Regions from separate parts of the Sus scrofa genome. Here regions 1 and 3 are each linked to region 2. A link is a contact called in public Hi-C and HiChIP or PLAC-seq data. All regions are on one chromosome and are shown on one strand. The core of a region is the stretch at or near the end of the contact, and the rest is flanking DNA. Distances in the headings are between cores, read along the strand shown. Region 1 holds the start of LTV1 (protein LTV1 homolog). Region 2 holds the start of SF3B5 (splicing factor 3B subunit 5). Region 3 holds the start of UTRN (utrophin).

The links. A called contact is a pair of places that touch in the nucleus more often than the background predicts. HiChIP or PLAC-seq counts read pairs in DNA pulled down with a chosen protein or histone mark.
Region 1: a contact with region 2 is called in a Hi-C map of liver, with 2.1 times the contacts expected there. The contact joins the promoter of LTV1 here to the promoter of SF3B5 in region 2. A contact is called at or near these places in 1 of 5 promoter capture datasets (liver) and 2 of 47 Hi-C or Micro-C datasets (heart right ventricle and liver).
Region 3: a contact with region 2 is called in an H3K27ac HiChIP or PLAC-seq map of alveolar macrophages. The contact joins the promoter of UTRN here to the promoter of SF3B5 in region 2. A contact is called at or near these places in 2 of 5 promoter capture datasets (fetal liver and liver), 8 of 47 Hi-C or Micro-C datasets (alveolar macrophages, brain, embryonic fibroblasts and 5 more) and 2 of 2 datasets of contacts at active chromatin or transcription factors (alveolar macrophages and skeletal muscle).

The regions. Positions count from the first base shown.
Region 1 is chr1:21,428,478-21,431,811 of Sscrofa11.1, reverse strand. It overlaps LTV1 (protein LTV1 homolog), which reads left to right and starts at 1,560. Exons shown (of 11, transcript XM_021087123.1): 1 at 1,560-1,734. The coding sequence starts at 1,732.
Region 2 is chr1:21,229,353-21,232,995 of Sscrofa11.1, reverse strand. SF3B5 (splicing factor 3B subunit 5) reads right to left here and starts at 1,732. Exons shown (of 2, transcript XM_003121152.4): 1 at 1,308-1,732; 2 at 982-1,198. The coding sequence starts at 1,588. The coding sequence ends at 1,328.
Region 3 is chr1:21,045,975-21,049,368 of Sscrofa11.1, reverse strand. It overlaps UTRN (utrophin), which reads left to right and starts at 1,442. Exons shown (of 75, transcript XM_021072273.1): 1 at 1,442-1,640.

The DNA.
Region 1 (3,334 bases), core at 311-2,810, 200 kb before region 2:
GGACCAAGGGCAGGAGTTTAAGGACTGCCCTTCTGCTGATTTGAATAATCTCGACAGTCCTAGTTTGGCCTTTTAGGGTCAAATACTCTCTTACCAGATGCAAAGGAGGAGCTACTACTCAGAGGTGGTCTTTTCCCACTCCCCACTTCCCTTGAATTATAAAACTGTAGCTAGCCTACCTAATCCTCTGGGCAGAGCCTCCTTGCCTGCCTGCGTGCATCTCTCACAAGTGTTCTCTCTTAAATCTATTTCTTGCCTGTCACTTTCCCTCTCCCTGAATTCCTGATCCTCAGTAAGTCCACACACCAGGAGAGTGATTCTAAATTAAAACTGTGGGTTCAAGTCCCAATCTGGGTTCTGGCTAGGTTCAAGCCATGTGTTGTTAGTTTTACTATTGTCTATAAGACTTGAGATAATTCAGGTAAAGTGCCAGAATGTCACTTCATTTAAACAAATATTTATTGAATACACGTGCCAGGCACGATTCTAGGTCCTGAATATAGTTACAGTAGTAAATAAAACAGATAAAAACAAAACAAAGTCTGCACTCATGGAGCTCAATTATAATAAAGTATGTAGCATATAGAAGTGTTCTGTATTATCCTCATTGCAAAGCACTATCCCAAGACAAGTTTAGTTATCCTAATCTGAATTGTTTCTATAATTTTTACTGGAATGAAAGCATACTATTTCATAGATATTTACAGTAGTAAAAGGTAGGACATAAAAATAATTCAAGATAATTCAGATATTGGAAAGACACCAGAAATTGGGAAGGGGAAATACAAATCTGAAGAACCATCTGCTGATAAAATTTTTGAATGCATTTCCATCCTCTTTTGCCCAGGAAAACCTGAAAGTGCACCAGCACCTGCCTGAAAGCTGGCTAAGGTGTGCTTATAGCCTATTTGCTTAAACTATTTTCAAACATTTGAGGAAGAGCTTGTAAGAGAATAAACATTAGTTTCCGCCTAAGATAAGGCATGCAAACACCAAAGAGATTCTGAAAATGTGTTTTATTAGTTCAAGTGCTTCTACTGTCAACGGGGGCGGGGTTGTTGATTGGGTGTTTAAACGCAGTTCTTTCAACGGAAAATAAAGACCTAATTAAGCGAACTAGAATAGCCAGGCCCCAGGATACTCTGTTGCTAAGGCGACCAGCTCCGCGCCCGCCCTAAAGAGCGGGAACTCGAAATCTCGGTGATCCCGGAGGGTGCCCACCTTCCTTCTGCATACACATTTCGTGTTTTGTTTTGTTGGGGACAGGTAGGGAATACAACTTTCAAGGGGGATGGTAGTTTCACGGCTTCTGTCTTCCGCAGAAGGCGCTATAAAAGCAAGGTCTCCCTTTAACCAGCGGCCCCCCCCTTTCGCACTTCACCGCAGCACAAACGCCCTCCATTTCCTTCCCGGATTGATTTAATTCTGCCCAGAAAGGCCCGACCCTCCCAGCGGAGAGCAGCCCCACCTCCAAATAGCTTCTCGCGATCGTTGCGACGGCCTGAGTTTTGCGTAACTTCCGGTCGCGACCCTTAGCTCCTCAGCGATTGGTCCATTTCCACAGCCTCCTGCGTTACTTCCCGGCCGGTTCCCGGAGCCGCATGTGTGGAGCAGCGTAAAGGCAGGGCTGTAGCTGGACCTCGGTGGCGGTCGGGGTGTACTCTGTCACTTTCTGCCGGACTCCGAGAGTGTGGTAGCCTCCTTTTGGGGTGAGGACCGCGCGGCTGCAGCATGGTAAGCCTCGCAGTCTCCGGGGCGGGCGCTCTGGTTTGGCAGAGGCTAGGCTGGTTCCTCTAGTGCCTGTGGCTGCTGCGGCCTGGGACTGGGAGGCTGGTATGAATATGGAGGGAAGTTGCTTGCTTCCCAGTGTCACAGTATAGGCTACCCTCACCACTCCGGGCATGCCTTGTAGTTCAGAGTGGGTCTCCCACAAGCAAGCCTCCTTGGGGAGTGGGCAGAACAGAATGGGCTATTCTTTACACGCCCCCCACCCCCGTCTGCAAACCTGTGACATGCCGCACAAACATGCCAACCTGTGCTTTCCGGGGTGGGGCAGAGAGTGGGTTCTAGTCTCTCTGGACTTTGGAGGGTAGGTTTCTGCCCATCTCTTTGCTCTGAGAAAAGAGACAGGAAGGTTGGCCCTGAAGCCAGGCAACTTAGGTAACTGGAGTAATGCTTTTTTATTTTAGAAAATCAAGGTTGGGTAGTGAAATTGTTATCGAAACTCGGCTCCTGTCCATTGTTGCTGAATACAAACAGGGAGACAGAGTTTTAGGTGAAGGAGAAAAGAAATAGCTTTATTGCTTTGCTAGGCAAAGGAGGGGAGGTTTACAGCAGGCTAATGCCCTAAAGACTGTGCCCCTTTTTGGGAGGGCATAGGAGCTGGTTTTATAGTTTGGGAGTGAAAAATAGGACCACAGGTAAGGATCAGGGTAGATGCAAGCTTTTGTTGTTTTTCAAAGCTGGTAATCTTTCTGGAATGCAGAATCCTTCATTAACATCTTCCATTTGTTGGGGTTATAGTTTTGGGGAAGAGCTCAAAGGTATTGTTATCTGTATTCCTTGAGGAAGGACTGGGACCCTACTCCAAGTTGTCTCTTGACTGCTCCTCCCTGGCATCTGCATCCACCCCCTTCCCTGATTAGCAGCTGTTTGAACCTACTTTTTGGAACTCAGGAAAGGTCATGGAGGCTGACGCTTATTCCCAAGAACAGGAAATGAGGGACACAGAAAGGCTTATGTGCCCAGGAGCCACCCAGCCCTACTCGGTTTCAAAACTAGAAGTAGAAAGGATGACGAATCTTATTAAACTTCAGCTGTTGTGTTATGGTTTCACTTAATAGTTGGTACGTGAAATGTGTACCCTGCTTGGAACTTTTCCTCACATTTTTCTGTGGCAGGCTCCTGTTTTTCTGGTTCAGCCTGTCAGGGACCTTCTCCTAGCATCCAATTTAAAGTAACCCTTGAGGAGTTCCCATTGTGGCTCAGTGGTAATGAACTGAACTAGTATCCATGAGGACGTGGTTTCGATTCCTGGCCCCGCTTAGTTGGTTAAGGATCTGGCATTGCTGTGGCTGTGGTATAAGCCTGCATCTGCAGCTCCAATTAGACCTCTAGCCTGGGAACTTCCATATGCTGCACATGCGGCCCTAAAAAGCCAAAATAAAATAACCCTTGGGTCACTTGCACATCACTGTTTTTTGTTTTTATTGTCGATTTACCTGAAATCATGTTCTTGATGATTGCTTGCTGAGAATAGGAACTTTGATTTTCTCATTGCTGTATTCCCAGCTTCTGTGACAACATCTGGCACAGAATAAGTGCCAATAAAAGT
Region 2 (3,643 bases), core at 483-2,982:
TCCCTTCAATCATACTTGTTTGTTTGCTGTTTTTCCAGTAAGCCTGCCACAATCCCTGTAGTAGGAACATTGCACTGGCAGTTCCCTCTACCTGGGAAACGATTTCCCCAGTTTTCCGCATGGTATTTCCCTCATTTCCTTAAAGTCTCTGCTTAAATGTTACCTTCTCAATAGTTTAACATGAACATCTTATTTATGGATTTTTTTTTTTTTAGGGCCACACCGGTGGCATATGGAGGTTCTCAGGCTAGGGACTGTATCAGAGCTGTAGCTGTTGGCCTGTGCCACAGCAACACAGGATCCCTGCCATATCTGCCACCTACACTGCAGCTCACAGCAAAGCCGGATCATTAACCCACTCAGTGAGGTCAGGGACCAAACCTGCATCCTCATGGATCCTAGTCAGATTGTTTCCGCTGAGCCAGGATGGGAACTCCTGAGCATTCTACTTAAAACTGCAACCCTACTGCTACTCTCATTCTCCACAGCACCCTCCAACATGTGCTTGCTTATGTCTGCAAATTTTGTGGTCTTCTGCTCCCCCAACCAGTGTAATATAGGTCCTTAAAGCCTGCCACATAAAATTCAACACGTATTTGCTGAATGAATTTAAGAACTAATTTGACAGTTTGTCAATACTCAAGATATGTCCACGTATTTCCAAAAGAAAGAGGTGTAATCTACAGAGAGAAGGCAAAGCGAGTCAAGATTTTTTTTTTTTGTATGAAAGAAAAAGGACACAGTGATCACAAACCTCAATAGTGAATGTGTTAAGGGCCTGAGAAAAGTTCCTGGGAGAAGTCAGGGTTGGAGAATATTATAAAGAGCGTATTTAAGTGTCTGGCAACGAACTTTGGCCCTGTGCTACTGTTGAACCCCTCCCCAACCCTTCCCTTCTTTATACCCCCCGCCACCCGGCAAACCACAGTCCCAGAGCCCTCCTTGGCCCCTCCACCAGAACACAAGTAGTCCACACCAAGAGACCGAAACATTTCTAAACTTTATAGAAAAAGCAACGAAGACAGTCAACTAGCCAAAAACGAGCCTCTTAATCCCATCTCACTCCAGCCATATCTCCTCTAACGTCTGCAGACTTTAGGATCTCTCCACTGTTCAGTTTCTCAGGGGTTATGACGGGTCTCCCAACACTTTGTTCCACAGGAAGGCAGGTCGGACGGAACGCCCCGGGTAAGGACCTCTGTACAAAGAAAGCACGAAAAGCAGAGCTATGAAGAATCCGTCCACTTGGGAGAGGAACCCGCGGGAATGACGACAAACCGGAGGAACGCAGAGAGGTGCTCACGTACAGCGGTGAGACGGTGAGGTCTCAGTTCTCCTCCGGTTTGTCGGCGGGCGGGCCGCAAGGCTGCAGCATCTTCTCCATCAAGTTGAAGCGGACTCGCGCTTTGCTCTCATTCTCGGCAATGGCGAAGTAGTTGAGAAGGTCGAAGTGGCCCATGTAGGAGCAATAGGAGTCGCGGTGCTGGTTCACCAGCCACTCCCATTTGGTGGTGTCGGCGTGGCCGGTGCCGATGTATTTGGACTGCAGATGCTCTAACTGGCTGTGGATGGTGTAGCGGTCTGTCATCTCGTTGCTTTTTCCTTTGCTCGCAGGTCAGAAGCCGCAGACGAGAAGAAGCCGCTCTAAGGTTTCAAGCCGGAGAGGAGCCACCCGCCGGAACCTCTGTACACGCGCGGCCGCAGGTGGATGGCGTCACAGCGACAAAGCAGCGCGACTCGCGGTCCCCGGCCTCCCAGGCGGAAGTGTATTCTGTCACGGAATTGGAGTTGCCTCGGCAACGCTACCAGTGGGCCTTCCCTATAGAGAGCCCCGCCTCCTTCGCAGAGCGTTGCATGCTGGTCCATCTAGCGGCCCTTTTCTAACAGGAGCTTTGCATGCTGGGACTTGTGGTTTCCGAGGGTTGGTTCGCAGAGACTTCTTGGGACCTCTGTGTGTGGGTTTGAGAGACTGAATGGACTGCGGTGTTTGGGAGGCAGGAAGCATCCTCGGGCGGATGGGGGGCCGAGAGGAAGTGGGAAACAAGTAGTACAAGGCTGTAAGCAACTGGGGAAAGGAGCTCTTTGTGCAATTCCGCTTTCGGAGCTACAGAGGGTACAGTAGCCGTTTCACAACCAGGGGTGGATCACCCTGAAGTCAGGAAACTCAAGGTCTGACCCCAGCCATGTCTCTTACAAGTTGTGTGGAAACTTCTTTCATCGCTTGCGGGGCCGCCGTTTCCCGCCTAGTGACCTAAGTACAGCACCAGTTCCGACACATTCAGGCCCCCACAACAGGCTCCTCCTTTTGAGCTTCTAATTTTGACATCCTCCCAACAAGTTTCACCCCACCTACAGGCCCTCAGCCTCTACTTCTCAAACGTTCCCGTGCTGCTCTCTCCAGTTCTCTGTACGAGCTGTTCCATCTGCGTGGAATGCTTTTGTTCCCCTGGCAAACACTTCTCCCTTTTAAGTCAGCTCGAAAGTATCTCCCTGAAATTGACTTTGGCTACTCCAGACAGATGTAAATTCTTTTCATCCTGTACATCTCTTTGTTATTATCACTTTATATCCAGTTTTTGGTTTAAGAACTTCCCCACACGAATACAAACTACTTGAGAAAAACTACTTTTTTGATGATGTCTTTTTTTTTTTTTGAGGGTGAGACATCTATCTACTTGATCTATTTGTAGCATGAAATCCACAAAGAAAACCCCAAAATGCGAAGTTCAATAAATTCAAATAGTAATATTTTTAAAAATATTAATGAAAAAGAGATGATGTCTTGTATCATATGCTTCTGTTATGCTAGCCACAGAGCCTCGCAGAGATTGTTTCTCAAAAAACATCTGATGAATGGATTAAAAAAACCTGTATGACGGCCAAATAAATTCTTTACTGGGAGAAAGATAACTTTAAAGTATCTTTATTCTGGTATAAAGTTACGGTTAGATAGGACTAGTAAGTTTAGAGCTCTATAGTTAACTATAGTTAATACTGTATCAATACTAAAAATTGTGAGGAGGTGAATATGTTAATTAGTTTGTGGTACCATTTTATTGTGTATATGTATATCAAATCATGTTGCACCTCTTAAATATATATAATTTTTATTAAAAAATTTTAGTGGTAAAACAGTTCCCTCTGGGATCAAATGCCTGTACCAAAAATTGGAAAAAAAAAAAAAAACTTCCCCCTTAAGTGTGAACTTGGTTATAACAAATATTTCATTTCTGAAACATAGAGGTTATTATAAGGCATACCTGTGGATTTACCATCCAGATATATCATACCTTGCCATTTTGCCATTTTCATTTCCAAGTTTGTTATTTTATTTTGGTTTTCATTTTTGAAAGAAATAAAGCTATACAAATAAACTCGAAGAATTCTCTGTATCCGGCTCCCTAATTCATTCATTTCAGGATCCTCTCTTGAATTTAGAAACATTCTGAGTCTGGTTTTTTGACTGCTGAAAATTAGTATATCCATAAACAATAGACGTTTTTACTATGTAGGTTTTAAAGCCTCATTGACACTCTTTATGCATTGTTATAAAAGTTTTTTCCCTTGTCAATATCCATGTTGATTATGTAGCTTTAGCTCATTTTTACTATTGTGTATTTAGTATGCTACTAAATTAATATAC
Region 3 (3,394 bases), core at 193-2,692, 180 kb after region 2:
CGGGCGCGCCGCCGCAGGCCAGCCGAGCGCCAGCCGGGCTACAGCCGGCGGGGAGGGCGCGCTGGGCGGACGCTGACTGACCGCGCGCGCGGTCAGGTGATCCCGGGCGCCACGTTCCCGGAGCCCTGCCTGCCGTGGCCGCCTGGGTCGGGCCGGGGCCGAACCGGAGTCGAGAGGACCTGGTCTCTCGGAACAAAGTTGCCGGCCCGGCGACGGCGGCGGCGGCGAGGAGGGAGAGCCGAGAGGGAGTGGGAGTGCTGGGCCGGCCGGCCGCCGGGCCGGACCCGCTGGGCCACCTCCTCCTCGGGGCGAGCGAACCCCGGGTGCCTGGACGCGAGCCGGCTCCCAGGGGAAGGCAGCGCGCGCCCGGGCGGCCCGGCTCCCCACCCTCCCTCCTCCGCCTCCTGCGCTCCTCTCCGCGCTCCAACAAAGGGGCAGGCCCGCGGCGGGGGGAGAAGGAGGAGGAGCTGGAGGAGCGAGCGGCTCGCGCACAAAGTTGTGGAGTCGCCTTTCCTCGGAGGAGGGGAGCGGGCAGCCGCCGCCTGCCGCGGGCTTTCTCCCGCCGAGGGGCGAGGAGGAGCCTCCAGCTCCCGAAGCCGATTGGGGAATCACGGGGAACTGTGCCCCCCTTTCTTTTGGGTCATTTCTGCAGACGGAAAACTCTAGTGTTTGGCAAATTTGGTGCCTGCGCTCCCGTTCCAGGTTTGCACTCCGACTGTTTTGTTTTTGTTTTTGGCGGAACTACGGGGCAGGAAGATTGCACAAGTTAGGGGCGTTTTCAGGCGGGTGTCAAAAAAATTTTTTTCCCCCTCTTCGGATCTTGTCTGGTTTTCCACATTTCCTTTTAAAAAAACTTCGAACCACAAAAGCTCCCGCTTGTACACACCCCCGCGATTACTACGCCCCAAGCCCAGCAGAGGAGCCCTTGGCTAGCTCCGGACGTGAAGGCGGCGGCGGCGGCTGGCAGGCGAGGCGGGCCCGCGGGTCCCGGGAGCAGGTAAGCCCATGCATTATTGAGCCTGGGGCCGGTTAATATGACCACAGCCCTAGGGAAATGGGGCATAGGCTGCGAGGAGGATGGACTTTTCTGCGGTTCCTCGGCCCAGGATCAGAGTCCCGAGCTCCTTTTCTAGGCTGAAGAAGAAGTAACCAACTTTGGCGTGCACTTTCCTTGGAACCTCAGTTCAGCTCCCCGTGGCGAGACAGAGAATGCCAGAAACGTGGAGAGAGCTCGGGCGAAGAAGTCCTCGGAATCCGTGTAGTAGCAAACGACCCAAACTCCTCCGACTGGTTCTGGGCTGCCTCTGGACTCCCCCAGCCTTCCTGCTGGCGGGAGTGAGAGGGTCGCGCCTTCCAGTGCGCTGGGCCAGTGATCTCCAAGAGGGGACGTGGCTTCCTAGGAGGGCCTGTCACACACACCCCAGCCCCGGGAAGGCGGGGCCCCAGAGGTGTCCGCAAGGACAGGGTGGGGAAAGGTTCCCAGCCATCGGCCTGGCAGGAAACGTGCTTGGCCTCCGGGCCGTTGCTGCTCCCGAGGGTGGGGCTTTGGAGAGGGGGACGAGGGGCGCTCTGTCGGTGCATAGTCCTGCGCGGTCGCCTCTTCGGGTTTTCAGGATCCGTGGCATCTCTTGCTGCAACTGGTAAGGTAATCAATGGCCCTGTGTGGCTTCGGGTCCGAGGCTCTGGTTACCCCAGAACCATTTAAAAACCAACACTAATGTTATAGGCTGTGCAAGTTTTAGAAGTGTTAAAAGTGAATCTCCCCCCGCCCCCCAACCAAGCCCCAGATTACGACAGGAACTCGTTCCTGGGTTGTTTCAAGGGGAGGCGAAAACGTGCTCGACTTCCAAGAGCTAGGGGACCTGCATTTTGTTTTACACCGAACTGGGCAGGTCGGGTCTAACCTGGGTCTAACTGCCCGGCTCTCTGGGATGCCCCGAAGAGAACCTCCTCTTTACCACCCTCCAGGTCACCTGGTTCACCAGGGCCTCGCGGGTCGGTTCTCCAGGCAACTCCGCTCTGGGAGGGTCAGTTGCCTTGGCCGGCGTGAACCGAGTTCGGGGAGGCCCCGATTCCCGGGGTTCGGGCGGGAGCTCGCGGCCTCTGGGACCCCGGGTAGCAGCCGCATCCATTCCTTTGTAACTTGGAGGGGCCTCAGGAAGTCGGGTGGACCCCTGCGGGCTGGTTGCTCCTGGGCCCGGGGGACGCAGCCTGCTGAGAGCGCCACGAGTCAGGCGAGAGCTGCAGGAATGCGAAGCTCCTGGGTGCTTCGGCTTGCAGGGAACCCGGCTGGCGAGGGCCCTGGTTTCCGCGGAGTCATTCCCCGCCCCCGGGGTTCGCTTTTCTGGAAGCGATGAGACAGCGTTTTACCTCTCCTCCAGGTGTTTACCTAAAATTGATTGCCCCTGTAAACAGCATTAATCACAATAATATTAATCTTCCCTTGGAGCGCTTCCGAGAATGAATGGCAGTTCTTGGCACTGGGCGGTGTCTTTTACCAAGTTTCAGGCGGAGCGGCAAACTCTGCCCTCCCGGGCTTCTCTTTTCACTGTCTCTAGCATTCTTAGGCTTTGGTTCCTAGTGTAAGTGAATGAATAGTTTCTGCCCAAGGACCTACAACGTATTTCCATCATAACTGCACGTCGTTAAACGTATTTGTGTCCTGACACTTTGTAATGTAAAAATTAAAACATGAGTTTTGCCTCTAAGGCCCAGACTTTCAACCCAGGTTTATTGCCACACACTCGTGGTCCACGTGATAGCAAGAAAGAGTTGGTGAATATAGAGTGAGGGCCTTGGTTTCAGGGTGAAAGAGCTGCCTAAACTTGGCAGAACATGATGATGAGGCAACAGAACCTAGAGCAGAGGTAACAATAAATTACAATTGTAAAGGGCTTAAAGCTTGTAAAGCAGCATCCCATTCACTTGTTCACTTTCTCACCTAGCTTGGTGTGGAAGATGGCTTTGCTTCCCCACTAGAGATGTGGAAGGGGAGGGTCCCACAGAGGCACATTGTCAGTGGTGAAACTTTGATCCTCTCCTGACAACCACCAGTGAATTACTGCATATGTTACTGGACTTGGAAACCCCTGCCCATGAGTGGCAACAAGTGGCAGTTGGTGACTGTCATTGTTGAAATGGTCATCTGGGATTCTCCTGCCTTTCCTTTTTTCCTTGTCTTCGGATTTGTCTTCTGCTTTCCTTTCTGCTATATCATTGCAACATTTTTGCCATGTTTAAAGGATTCTGGTTCTCAAGAAGAGAAGATTTGAGATATTATCTTAAGGAGTGGCAAAATATTATGATGAAGGAATGCTAATATGCAAGTTAAAGTTCTTTGTGAACTATTTACTTTTCTCTTTTCTGAATTGGGAAAAGTCTTTGAAAATCGTTA